Linked DNA regions of Rattus norvegicus: region 1 is linked to region 2. Evidence: chromatin contacts called from public Hi-C data. All regions are on one chromosome and are shown on one strand. Each heading gives the region's core, a stretch centred on a gene start, on an enhancer-like site or on the middle of the called end of the contact. The rest is flanking DNA. Distances are from core to core; before and after follow the strand shown.

The links. Hi-C and Micro-C count contacts between places; a contact is called where the count stands out from the background.
Region 1: a Hi-C map of liver shows a contact between it and region 2, with 3 times the contacts expected there. The contact joins the enhancer-like site here to the promoter of Ankrd17 in region 2. A contact is called at or near these places in 3 of 12 Hi-C or Micro-C datasets (hepatocytes, liver and psoas muscle) and 1 of 1 datasets of contacts at active chromatin or transcription factors (oligodendrocytes).

Annotation. Positions count from the first base shown.
Region 1 is chr14:18,097,260-18,103,329 of GRCr8, forward strand. Ankrd17 (ankyrin repeat domain 17) reads left to right here. Exons shown (of 34, transcript NM_001401338.1): 16 at 775-923. Among named protein-coding and RNA genes, the nearest start is that of Cox18, 50 kb to the right of the region's middle. Within about 2 kb of position 3,647, at least 1 of the 93 cell types and tissues checked has an H3K27ac peak or open chromatin away from gene starts, as enhancers often do. A contact at or near this core is called in liver, where this site is marked.
Region 2 is chr14:18,005,910-18,011,649 of GRCr8, forward strand. It overlaps Ankrd17 (ankyrin repeat domain 17), which reads left to right and starts at 2,950. Exons shown (of 34, transcript NM_001401338.1): 1 at 2,950-3,432. The coding sequence starts at 3,085.

The sequences.
Region 1 (6,070 bases), core at 2,397-4,896, 92 kb after region 2:
TGCTTCTGTCTTTAGTATTCTCCCACCTCAAGTACAGACCTACCTGGCCATTATTTAAACCATCTGGTGGGTGAACTAAGATTGCAGCAGATTTCCTACATAGAGACATCACAATCCACACTGGGAGGATGATTGATTGTGTAAAATAGATTTATTTCTAGCCTTTATTTTGTCCTGTCAGTGCGATTGCCAGATTGATTGTGAGACACTTTATTCCTCTCAGAGTAATTCTTAATGTAAGAAAATTTGTATCTGTGTGAGGATATCAAACTTTTATAGTCGAGAGAACTGTCACAACAGGGTTTCAAAGTTACTATCACCCTGTTGTCGTTAGTATATATAGTGTTTTGAATAGTTTTACTTTGAGAATCTTACATCCTAAAAGTGAAGTAACTTTTATTTGCTCCAAAATATAAGGTGTGAAGTTGGCAAGTTAAAAAAAATCACCTTTCCCCCTTTCATTCTATCATTTATTCCTTTTCTATGTAATTTTAGTACATAAAATTTTTGTTTTCAGGATTATTTTGAATTAATATTTTTTGGTTACTTTCATTAAAAGAGAATTTGTATTTCAGGTGGATTTTATGGAAAGTGGATTACTCAATATACATTCTAATTTGGGGCTCTTCTCCAATCAGAAACCATCAGAAAATTAGTTATTAATATTATAATAGCATCTTAGAGACATTTTGTTTCAAAAACTATTTAATACTTTTAAATACATCTTGCTAACAGTGTTTCCTCCTTATTAAGTGCAGTTATTTTGTTCAACAGCAGTCAGTGGAAGAGCATCTGCAATGTCAAACACTCCTACCCACAGTATCGCTGCTTCTGTTTCCCAGCCTCAGACTCCAACTCCAAGTCCCATCATCTCTCCTTCAGCCATGCTACCTATCTACCCTGCCATTGACATTGATGCACAGGTAAGCTCCGCCCTCAGGAGAGATTGGTTCACTGGAATCACATCACCGCCTTAGTGATCGTACGCATCAAGTCTGCGTTGTCAGAGACTCCAGATACAATTAATCTATCAAGCCAGACATGGTGGCTCACACCTAATCCTAGCATTTAGAGGGATAATCAGTATATTGCGTGAGTTCAAGGCCAGCCCAGACCTTCAAAGTCAGTGCCAGGTCTGGCAAGCTAAAACTTTTAGTTTTAAAAAGATTAGGATATAAGCAAAGTAACTTATGCAAGATTAAAATGAAACCAGAACTGTGATCCCAGCCCTTGGGAAGTTTCATAAAGAGGATCAAGAGTTCAAGGTCATCCTTAGTTGTATAATTAGTTGAAGCTACTCTGGTTTACATCACACCCTGTCTCAATACAACGAGAGTTAGGATTGGTGAATGCTTCTTAAAGAGGTGATGATGAGGTGTTTATAAAAGAAGCGGCTGGGGCTGAGACTACATCGGTGGAGAAGTACGTAAAGTCCTGGGTTCAGTCTAGCCTCAGCAAAAGGTGATTAGTCAACTTTATGTTTCTATATGTTATTACTTGTATTATTAAACTTTTCCCCCTTGAGACAGGGTGTCTGTATAGCCTAGGCTGGTCTCCCAACAATCTTCCTTAAGCCTCCTGAATGCTGGAATTAGACATGAATCATCACGCCTGGCTATATACCGCTTTTAAAACTTTTGGTGGAATTACATATGGTAATGAGGAAATATTTTGAATTTATGTAATTTTAACTGAGATTCTATTGAGGGGACAGAAACACTTTCTTTATAGATTATCTGAAACAATATATACGAGGTGAAAAAAGAGAACTGTTAGGTTTAGAAAGGCTCTATTAAATAAAGAAAGGCTCTATTAAATAAAAGCTGTTCCATTAAAAAAATTAGTTGATTTCTAGCCCTAAGGAGATGGAGGCAGGTGGATTTCTAGATGAGTTTGAGGCCTGTTAGGGCTTCATAGTAAGACCCTGTCTCACTAAATAGATAAGATTTAATTGACTGTGCATTGCAAGACTCCTTAATGCTTTCCATCAAGCCTAATAGCCTCAGTTTGATTACAGTAATCCACATTGTAGGAGAATAAACCCACCTACCCTTGTTACCTACCCTTGTACTATGCCATGTGTACATGCCTGCGGGAGTACACACACACACACAACTCTTATATATTTGTAAGTTGAGTGTGATGTCTCAGGGCAAGATGGAGTTGGCAAATTTAGCTTGTTTTTATCTCGACAATGGCCAAAAGATGGCAGTCCCGGTGCCACAAGCCTATAGTCTGAGTGCCTAAGAGATAGAGGCAGGGAGTACATACAGAGTTCCTTTTCAGCTACATCGTAATTCTGAGGATGTCTTGGACTACAAGAGGACCTTGTCTCAGAACAAATCAATGAAGTAAGATTACATTAAAATGCTAAGAAGTATGTTAGGAGAAACTGTTAAAAGAAAGTGGTAAAGTTACGGGGCTGGAGAGATGGCTCACTGGTTAAAAGCACTGAGGATCCTGGTTCAATTCCCAGCACCTGCATGGCAGCTCACAACTGTGTATAACTCCAGTTTCAGGGGACCTGGTACCCTCATAGATACGTATGCAGGCCAAAAAAGAAAAGAAAAAGAAAAATCCTTTAGAGAAAGGTAAAGAAAATGTTTGGGGTTTATATTTGTATTATTTTGATGAGTCCCTGGGGTGAAGTATATGCTGTTAAAACTTAAAACCATCTTTTTATAATTTGAATTTCAAGGAGTGTATGTATATACCATTAAAACCATGTACTTTTTATGTATGGGTTTGTTAATTTATTCTTAGACAGGGTTTTACTGTATAGACCAGGCTAGCCTGAAACTCAGAACTGCCTGTCTTTGCACTCCTAATGCTGAGATTCTTAAGTGTGCACTACTATCTCACGCCTTTCTTGTTTGTTTTATGTGCACGTATTTGACCTGCATGTTTTTCTCTGTTCCACAAGCATGTTGGTCTCTATGGAAGCCAGAAGAATGTCCTGAAACAGCCAGCCATGAGCTGCCATGTGGGTGCTGGGGAAGGAGCTAGGTTGTCTGCAAGAGCAGCAGGTGCACTGACTCAGAACCTCTCTCTTATCCTCAGACCAGGCCACTTACTTTACTATCTGGGAAGGAGGCTCTGCACTTTGGGTGTTTGCTTGGAGGGCGAAGCAGCTGTGAGTCTTGACCTAGCTTGCCCGAATTCATGACCTTCTGGGTTTGTCTTCTGGTTAGGGAGAATTACAAGTGTGCACCATTGCACTCAGTGAGATACCATTCATGCTGCTTAGTCCCTTTTAAAATTGCAAAAGCCATGTGCATTTATATTATTGATCAAATAGTAGAATTCAGTAAAACCTGGCATTGAATATTCATTATTCCCCTTGTCCTTTTGATCTTGAGACTATTGCATTTGACCAGAAGTGTGTGCTGATTTTTAGGAAACTAAGATACTGTGTAGGGGCCCTTAATGCAACGTTAAGTTCTTGTTTTCCAAACATCTTCAAATGTAATGTGTGTCCAAGCACAACTGATTTTACTGAATATATTAAGTTATTAATGATGAAATAATTTTACTGCTTAACCAACAGCCATGTAAATTGAAATGTACTTTGGTTTATCTATAAAGATTTGACTGACGGCTGCCAGGCAGTGGTAGGTACTGGCACACACCTTTAGTCCAGGCACTCAACGATACCTGAGTCCAAGGACGGCTAGGTTTCCAGAGCGAGTTCCAGGATAGCCAAGACTAAAACAGAGAAACCCTTGAAAAACCTAAAAACTAACAAAAAGTGATCTGACTATGGGTCCTTAAAATATCCATGTTTGGGAACTTGAGCTCAGCAGTTAGGATTACCTGTTGTTCTTACAGGGGTCCTACTGTTATGGTTTCCAGCATTTCCATGGTGGTTGACAGCCTTCCTTAACTCAAGTTTTTGGTGATCTAGTGCCCCCTTCTAGTGCCCCTGAGGGTACCAGGCAGTTATGTGGTGCACATATATGTAGGCAGAACACACATACGTTACATGAATAAATAAATGGGTAGGTTGGTTGGTTGGTTTTTAAAATCCCTATTTGGTTTCTATATCAAGGCTTTTAAAAACTTGTTGCATTTTTACCTAACATGACTTAAGTTTGATATTTGTGCTTGTCTACATATCAAATAGAACAGGTAAAATAATGATTTTACCTTCTTCCTCACTTAGTTATTGAAGTTGATTTAAAAATTTCGTCAAGGGAGGTACTTCAATAAAAGTGTAAAATTCTTTTTAAAAAAAATGAAATCTCTAAAAATATTTGATGCTAGATAAAAATTCCATCAGCTTTGATGTAAATAGTTTGATTTGTATAACCAAACTGTGCTTGAACACACAAATAAAACACTGACTACTACCAGACTGAGGAGCCACTGTGAAACCGAGCACTCTCAAATGAGAGAGATGTTCTTTTTCCGTCTACTGCTATTCTGAAGTATTCAGAGGTGCAATTCCTGTATTTGAGCCATGGCACAAACTGGGCAAAAGGTTTTATGAAGTTGTAAATAAAATTTGGAGATTGGACTTCGGCCCCCCGAATTGATTACTCTTTGTTTGTATGAACTGCTATGGACCTTTCTCAAGTTAGAAAACTTAAATTTAAAAAATGTAGTCTTCGTTATTTCCATCCATCAATATCTCTTCAGAGGTGTAGGTGTGGGCTAAGAGTATGACCCAGTTGGTAGAGTACTGCCGTAGCATGCAAAGAGTCCTGGGGTTCCTGTTCCAGCTCACAAGCCGTGTCAGGAAAATCAAAGCTTGAATGTCATCCATTGGTGCATACATAGCTAGCCTGGGTTACATAACCTATTAAGTAACTTAACTTGCTTAACATGAAGACTTAAACTATAGCTGGGTGTGAATTATTGAGTAAAACAGCCTCATGCCTGCAATCCTTACACTTGGAAGGGTGAGGATCATCTCAAGTTGTAGGTCAGCCTAGAGTTTAGAATGTTATGGAGTCAGTAGTCCCTCCCCCAACTCCTAAGGAAGTAAAACACAACTGTATGTGACACTGTCTTATTCTTCAATTGCCTAAGTCTGAGGCTGGGGGATTGGGTGTTGGAGGCTAACTAGCCTGGCATGTATTAAGCAGACTCACTCTGTCACAAAGCAAAACAAAACAAAACAAAACAGCAGATTCACTTACAGATGTATCAGTTGGAGAGACGGCTCTGGTTTAAAAGCATTTGCTGCTCTTGCAGAGTATCTCAGCTGCCTCTGACTCAGGTCTGGGAAAGCTCACACCCAGCCTCTTCCGCACACACAGGAAGGTCTGAGGGCAGCCTACAGTCTAATGATACAGTCTCAAAGGAAAATGACGTGCATTCTGTCCCGCTTCATATGATTGTGCTTAGAAAAGCAGTTCATTAAAATTAAGCTTAAATTTGTCCATTTTTCTTATTCATCTGATACCTTAAATGTTAGTTAAACTTACACATAATCTGTCTGTACAGAGAATCAAACACTTGAAATTGAGAAGATTCTCTATTTGCAGGTATTTAAAATATTTAGCTCTTTCGGTGCCTTTTGCTTTTGAGTGTAATTAGTTTAGGAATAAGTTTGCTTCCCATACTAAATTCTTTTCAACCTGTATAACATTAGCTAGTTGAAGGTTTTTTCCTACAATACTCTCATGTTTTATACCCCTTTGAATTAAGTCATGGGTATGGTTCTATCAGCTAGTCATGTAAATAATTTATAAAGGTGCTTCTCTGCTTTACTGTTTTTGAGTTTCTCACTGTGTGTCATTCATTAGCTGTCCAGAACTCACTGTATAGACCAGGCTGGCCTCAACTAGAACATTCACCAAACCATACCTATCCTGAATTGCTGAGAGCTGCTACCGTGCCTGGTTCTTTATACGTGTACATGCACACAAGCACAACGTTGTTTTTCTTCCTTTCCTTTTCCCCCCTCCCCTTCTCCCTCTGTTTGAGATTTTACCTTGGGTACTTGATAAAGTAATAAAGTAACTGTGTGGCCAGTATGTGATGTTAAGTCTGCCGTAAAAGATTCTTTCTGTACTTTACCTCTCAGACACTCTATTGTACTGAAAATCATTGTTAATATTCCAGT
Region 2 (5,740 bases), core at 1,700-4,199:
GCTGTCTTTGTCAAGCATTTCTGGGGACTGGAAGTATAAATTTCCCTCCTGCTCAGAGGTTAACAGACTTGAAATATATATATATATATATATATATATATATATATATATATATATGTTTAGATATATGTATATATAGCATATACATACATATATGTATATATTAATGTGTGTGATATATCATATATATACATATATATACACAAAATTATTTGAATATTTTAAGACTTATTTTTAGTTGTTCCTGTGTTTGCCAGAAGGCACTTGGAATTGAATTGTTTCTGTACAAGAGCAGTATGCACTCTTAACTCCTGATCCACCTCTCCAGCCATTTTTATATTTTTATTGGTGATGAATATGCTACATTAGGCAATTTCCTCCCATCACTAATATGGTGATACTTTTGGCTTTCATTTGTACTCCCCCCAACCCCTCCTCAAACCACTTGGAATTTGGGAAACAGAAGGGAATTCTTATGTTGGGACTCCCTTGGAAACTTTAATAATAGTTGTTGAATACTCAAAGCGTCAGGGAAAGATGGGGGCTCAAAGTGTTATCTGAAGCTGTGTGTGGTGGCGCATGTCTGCAATCCAAGCACTTGGGACATTGAGGCAGGAGCAGCCTCTCAAACTCTCTCTTCAGATTCTGATACCAGCAACAAACGGTTTCAAGATCACATGGTATTTCACTGGTATCAAGATGGTGGACCGTGAGCTCAGTAGGACTCCCATTAGGCCCGAAAACGAGCATACTACTAACACTCACACTTGATTTCCTAGAATGCAGTCACCGGTTTATCAGTGTGCCTAACAAATGGCCAGCCAGTCTTGGCTACAAGGTTGGCAAAGCGAGAAACTAGATAGAAATACACTGAATAAAAAATATTAAAAAATAGATACAAATCATGTCAGGGGACTTGACTATTCTTATAGTTTGGCTTTATCTGACAAGTCCCAGAGAAGACTGTCTTTCATTTCTGTTCACTAAAGCAAAAACTATTTTTCCAAATAATGAAGTTGCACCAGAGCGCATTCATAAAGAACATAACTCTGAAGGAATGAACCTGAGTAAGTGAAAAAAATAACCGAACTTTGTGAAGGACTGAAATCAGAAAAACAAAAACCAGGCCAAAGAGAGTCACTGGAACCAGAACATAGTTGGAGAGTTGACTTTGCATAAGGGCAATGAGTTTTGTCATTCTCTCCATACTGAGGAGAGATCAGCCCATTTCTAGCATTTGGAAAATCAAAGGAATTTGTATCAGTGGTCTCAGTCTTCTTGTGAAATTCAAAGTCAGTCATAATGAAATGGGGCTGGCATTCAAAGATTGCAAAAGGTATTCAGGTGGAAAGTGACACAAAGGTGCTGAGGAATATAGAAAATGGCCAAGATCCCACTGGAACCAAGATACATAATACAGTGTTCTGTACAATGTTGTATAGCGGAACTCAGCAAAAAGGCAGGCACTTTGTATATTTGCTATTGCACACAGTACACAGAGAAGCCCCTGGGAACACAGACTCTGATTTCATAGATCACACACACAGTAGGCACATAATGAATTTTTGCTTGAATGAATTGATTTAGTCATCACCAATTCTTCTGTGGTACTCTGTAGCGTACTGGCAACTGCCCACATTTCATATGGTATGCCAGTACTAAAAAGAAAATGCAAAAAATAAAAAAAAATCAGGCACTCAGCTAAACTTAGAAGTCTTAAAATGGCAACTCTGTCAGTTGAGGCACTTTTTTATCTTGTGCCAGTACATCTGTCTTTGATGTTTGCTTTATTTTCCTTATGCCACTACTCGTACTAGACCAGAAGTGGCTAATTCTGAGTTCAATAAGCTACATAAACATGACGTGGTGGTGTGCAGACCTAATATCATCTCAGGAAAATCGCCAGTTCAAGGCTAGCCTGAGCTACACTGTTTCAAGAAGAAAGCTACATTTCAATCTGTCTGCAAGTTCTCCAGGTACTTAAAATGATCTCAGAACCCAGACCCAGAAATGCATACAATGCTGGCACCGCTCCCCCATCCACCTCTTCGGAACCGTATGGTCTTAAACTTCACTACTCAATTCCTGCATATTACAAAGGTGTAAAAGTCAGGTTTAGGCAGTCCGAGACAACTCTGGCAAGAGTTTTATCAAGTGAGGACAGAATCGCTCCAAGGTACGGTTGAGGGGAAACAGTTTTCTTTTGGACCTGGCAGGAGTCTCTCTCTCTCCTTTCACGAAGTTTCTCTCCGGAGATCCAAAGCCCTCTGGCTTAGGCGGTGGAGAAAATGGCCAGGCAGGAAAGTCCGTCCAGGAGGTCCGGGGCGAGGCCCCACCTCCCGGATCTGGAGGCCAGGCCTCCTGCTCGCACAGCTGCCCCACGCTTCCGCGCTCGCCTCCCACTCAGCCCCGGCCCGCTGCTCTCCATCCCACTGCCCCCGCTTCCCTGCACCCCCGCACGCTCGTGGGGGACCCTACTCCGCGGCCCTGGAGTCTGCACTTTGGAGAAGCAGGCAGAGATCCTCGCGCGGCCGCCGGGGCGCCGGCTGATGGCGTCACTCGCGCTTCCGCCTGCGGCTGCGTTCTAATCAGAAGCCAGGAAGGAAGGAGGGAGGGCTGCAGGGCTGTGTGTGGGGGAAGTAACGCGGAGAAGACAAGCCATCCAGGCACTCGCTCGTTCGCTTGCTCGCCCGCCCGCCCTCCCGCGGCCCCTGCTTGCGGTCCCCGCTCAGACTCGGTTTCCCCAGGGAAGCCATTCTAGGCGCACTTCCCCAGCGGCTCCTTCCGGACGCCTGCTCCGCTTTCCCGGGCACGGCGTTCGCGCTCCGCCTCGCCCCCCCTCGCCCTCCCGCTCCCTCACTCCCTCCCTCTCTCCCTCCCATCGCCAAGCTCCCCGCCCTTAGTATCGCGAGACGAGGTGAGAGCTGGCGGAGCGGCGGCGGCGGCGGCAGTAGAGGTGACCGAGGCGGTGGCGGCGGCGGCGGCGGCCCGGAGCGCTGTGTCGGCCCCGGCGCGGCCGAAGTCGCGGTAGAGCGGAGCCCCCACGCCCCTCCCCCGTCCGCGTCCCCCCCTCTTCCCGCGGGGATGGAGAAGGCGACGGTTCCGGCGGCGGCTGAGGGAGAAGGGAGCCCCCCGGCGGCGGCGGCAGTGGCGGCCCCCCCCGCGGCGGCGGAGGTCGGCGGCGGGGCTCGCTCGGCCTCGTCTCCTCGTGGGATGGTGCGAGTCTGCGACCTGCTCCTGAAGAAGAAGCCACCGCAGCAGCCGCACCACAAGGCCAAGCGGAACCGGACTTGCCGACCCCCCAGCAGCAGCGAAAGCAGCAGCGACAGCGACAACAGCGGCGGCGGCGGAGGAGGAGGCGGCGGCGGCACCAGCAGCAACAACAGCGAGGAAGAGGAGGACGACGACGACGAGGAAGAGGAGGTTTCTGAGGCAAGGGCCTGGTTTCACCTCGAGGAGGGCGGAAGGGACCGTGAAGGGCCTAAGGTGGGAGGGGACTTGCGGTGGGACGGAGCCCTCGGGGGCTTAAGATCTGCCTTGGGGACCAGGCTTTCGCCTGCCCCCTTTCTTTGCTCGGCCTGGAGTCGTGAGGTGTGGGAATGTGGGGGAGGGTAGCTGACACGTGGGGGTGGGAGGACCAGAGAGTGCACGGAGTTGCTGAGGAGCTTGTTAGCCTAGGATGCTTCTTCACAGGGTTCAGGGCGGAGGGATTGGTTAGATTCCCGGGTGGCACTTTGGGGCAGGAGGGTGGTCTCTCCGGGGCCAGTACAGCCACCTCATTCCCGGGGCGGGGGCGGAGCTAAAGCGGGAGGGGTAAGATAATAGGTAGGAGAGTCTCTGGGGGACCCACTGCGAGGTTGGTAGTTTTCTGTCAGTGTAAGGTGGCGGCGGAGAGCGATTCTGGAGGGCTGGTAAGATTGTAATGGACTCGGAGCTAAGTATTTGTATCTGGGAGAGACACGTGAGAAGCTGTACTTTTCCATACTGTTTTCGCTGCAGGGCTTTTCTCTCTCTCTCTCTCTCTCTCTCTCTCTCTCTCTCTCTCTTTCTTCCCTTCTTTCTTTCTTTCTTTCAGCTTGTGGCTGAAGTGATCATCACTTACTCGATTTATGAAAGATTTTGGATGAGCCGATCTTACATCCATACGTATGCGTTTACAAATGGCTTAGTACATAAAAATTCTTGTTTGGTGCTCTACGCGTGTATGTAGTGCTTCATCAGGTTCTCCCTTAATAATCAAGCCAGGTCCCTCTTTTATTTAATTAATTAGTTAACCTTACTTATTTATTGTCAAGTAAGTAGGGAAGAAGCGTCTGCTTTGCACCCAGGTTTGATTGTGATTGGGACAGGGAGGCCTATGTCCTAGTGATCTGGTTTCATAACTCTTTATAGTTTTTCCTGGGTCTACAGACAGGCGGCGTTGTAGGACCTTATTCCTTTTAACCCAAAAGATTAATGAACCATACTGATAGCCAACTACGACCTACCAGTTGTTAGCTCTTTTAGAAGGAACCCTCCTGTCAATACTAGGAAATGGAAGCTTTAAACACCCTAAGATGGAGGAAATAATAATTTGGGGCAGCAGAGGAAAGAAGTTGTAAAAGTTGATTAAAACTTTGTTCTGGGAGAGAAGACTTAAGTGAATTATCCACAAGTACTGCTTGCCACTTACTTCCTTTCCTAAACCTAGAGCCCGGAAAAAGTCTGCTTTTGAGTTAATTTTCTTTTCTTCTTCCTTTCCAGGTTCTGTTTAAGTAGAGTCCTTGGAAAGGGACTTGAGGCTCACCTGTTAGCAATAAGACAAAAAAAGTGTTTTAAACCTAGATTAGATGAAGCTACATAGAAAAAGTTCTGAGTAGGACTGCATACCCCAAAGTTTATCCCTTCTGTTATTTCTGCTGTGGTGAATTTGTATGGGTAGTTTGTGCTTGCTTATTTATTGTTTGGGGGCAGCGTGTTGCTTGGGCTTCATTATAAGCAATGGAGACAAGGCTTAGTGTCTAGCAGGCCTAAGGCCCTAGACACCATTAAACAAACAAAAAGAGAAAATAAAACTTTAATATTGAAACAGTGATGAGAAAGATGTGATGGAGTCCTCTTCTGTTTTGATGCTTAGTATTAACCAGTTTTATAATTCTCAGAAGTGGGAAGGATTTTCCTCCTGCAGCTTAGGCTCTTTATTTTAAAACTAAGGACAGCAAGGTTTAAAGAAAACTAGTTGTGTCTGATAGCTGCAAAAGTAGACATCAAGGTTTTTAGAGACCCAGTGAGAGCTGTACATTTTGAAAGTGAATGGTTCATTTTGTCTCCCTTCTGACCTATTTCAAAAACTGGTGCTGGACTTGATGTTTAGCAGCTGTGAGGAAAACACCAGTAGCAAGGTTTTAAGTTTTCTAACATTAAGCTCTGGTTTGGAACAAAGTCATACACTTAGTGTCATACTTAAAAGAAGTATTCTGCTACAAACTGCACCTACCTAGGTAGTTTTGTCTATGGCCTAATAATTCCTTAAGTTGTAGATGGTTTGAAACCTGTAGGAATGTTAATTTTGTAGGTCTGAGTTTTTCATTTGAAATAAATATTGCTGTTTTGACTTTGACCAACTAAGACAATGTTGGTCCTTACTGTGCTTTGCACTGTCATCTGCACGGGTAAAGCAGTAGGTTTGTCAGTGTTGGGTGAAATACACGTAAGAAGACTGAGCCCTTGAGTATGTATGAGAAATGGGCAGGGTAGAAAG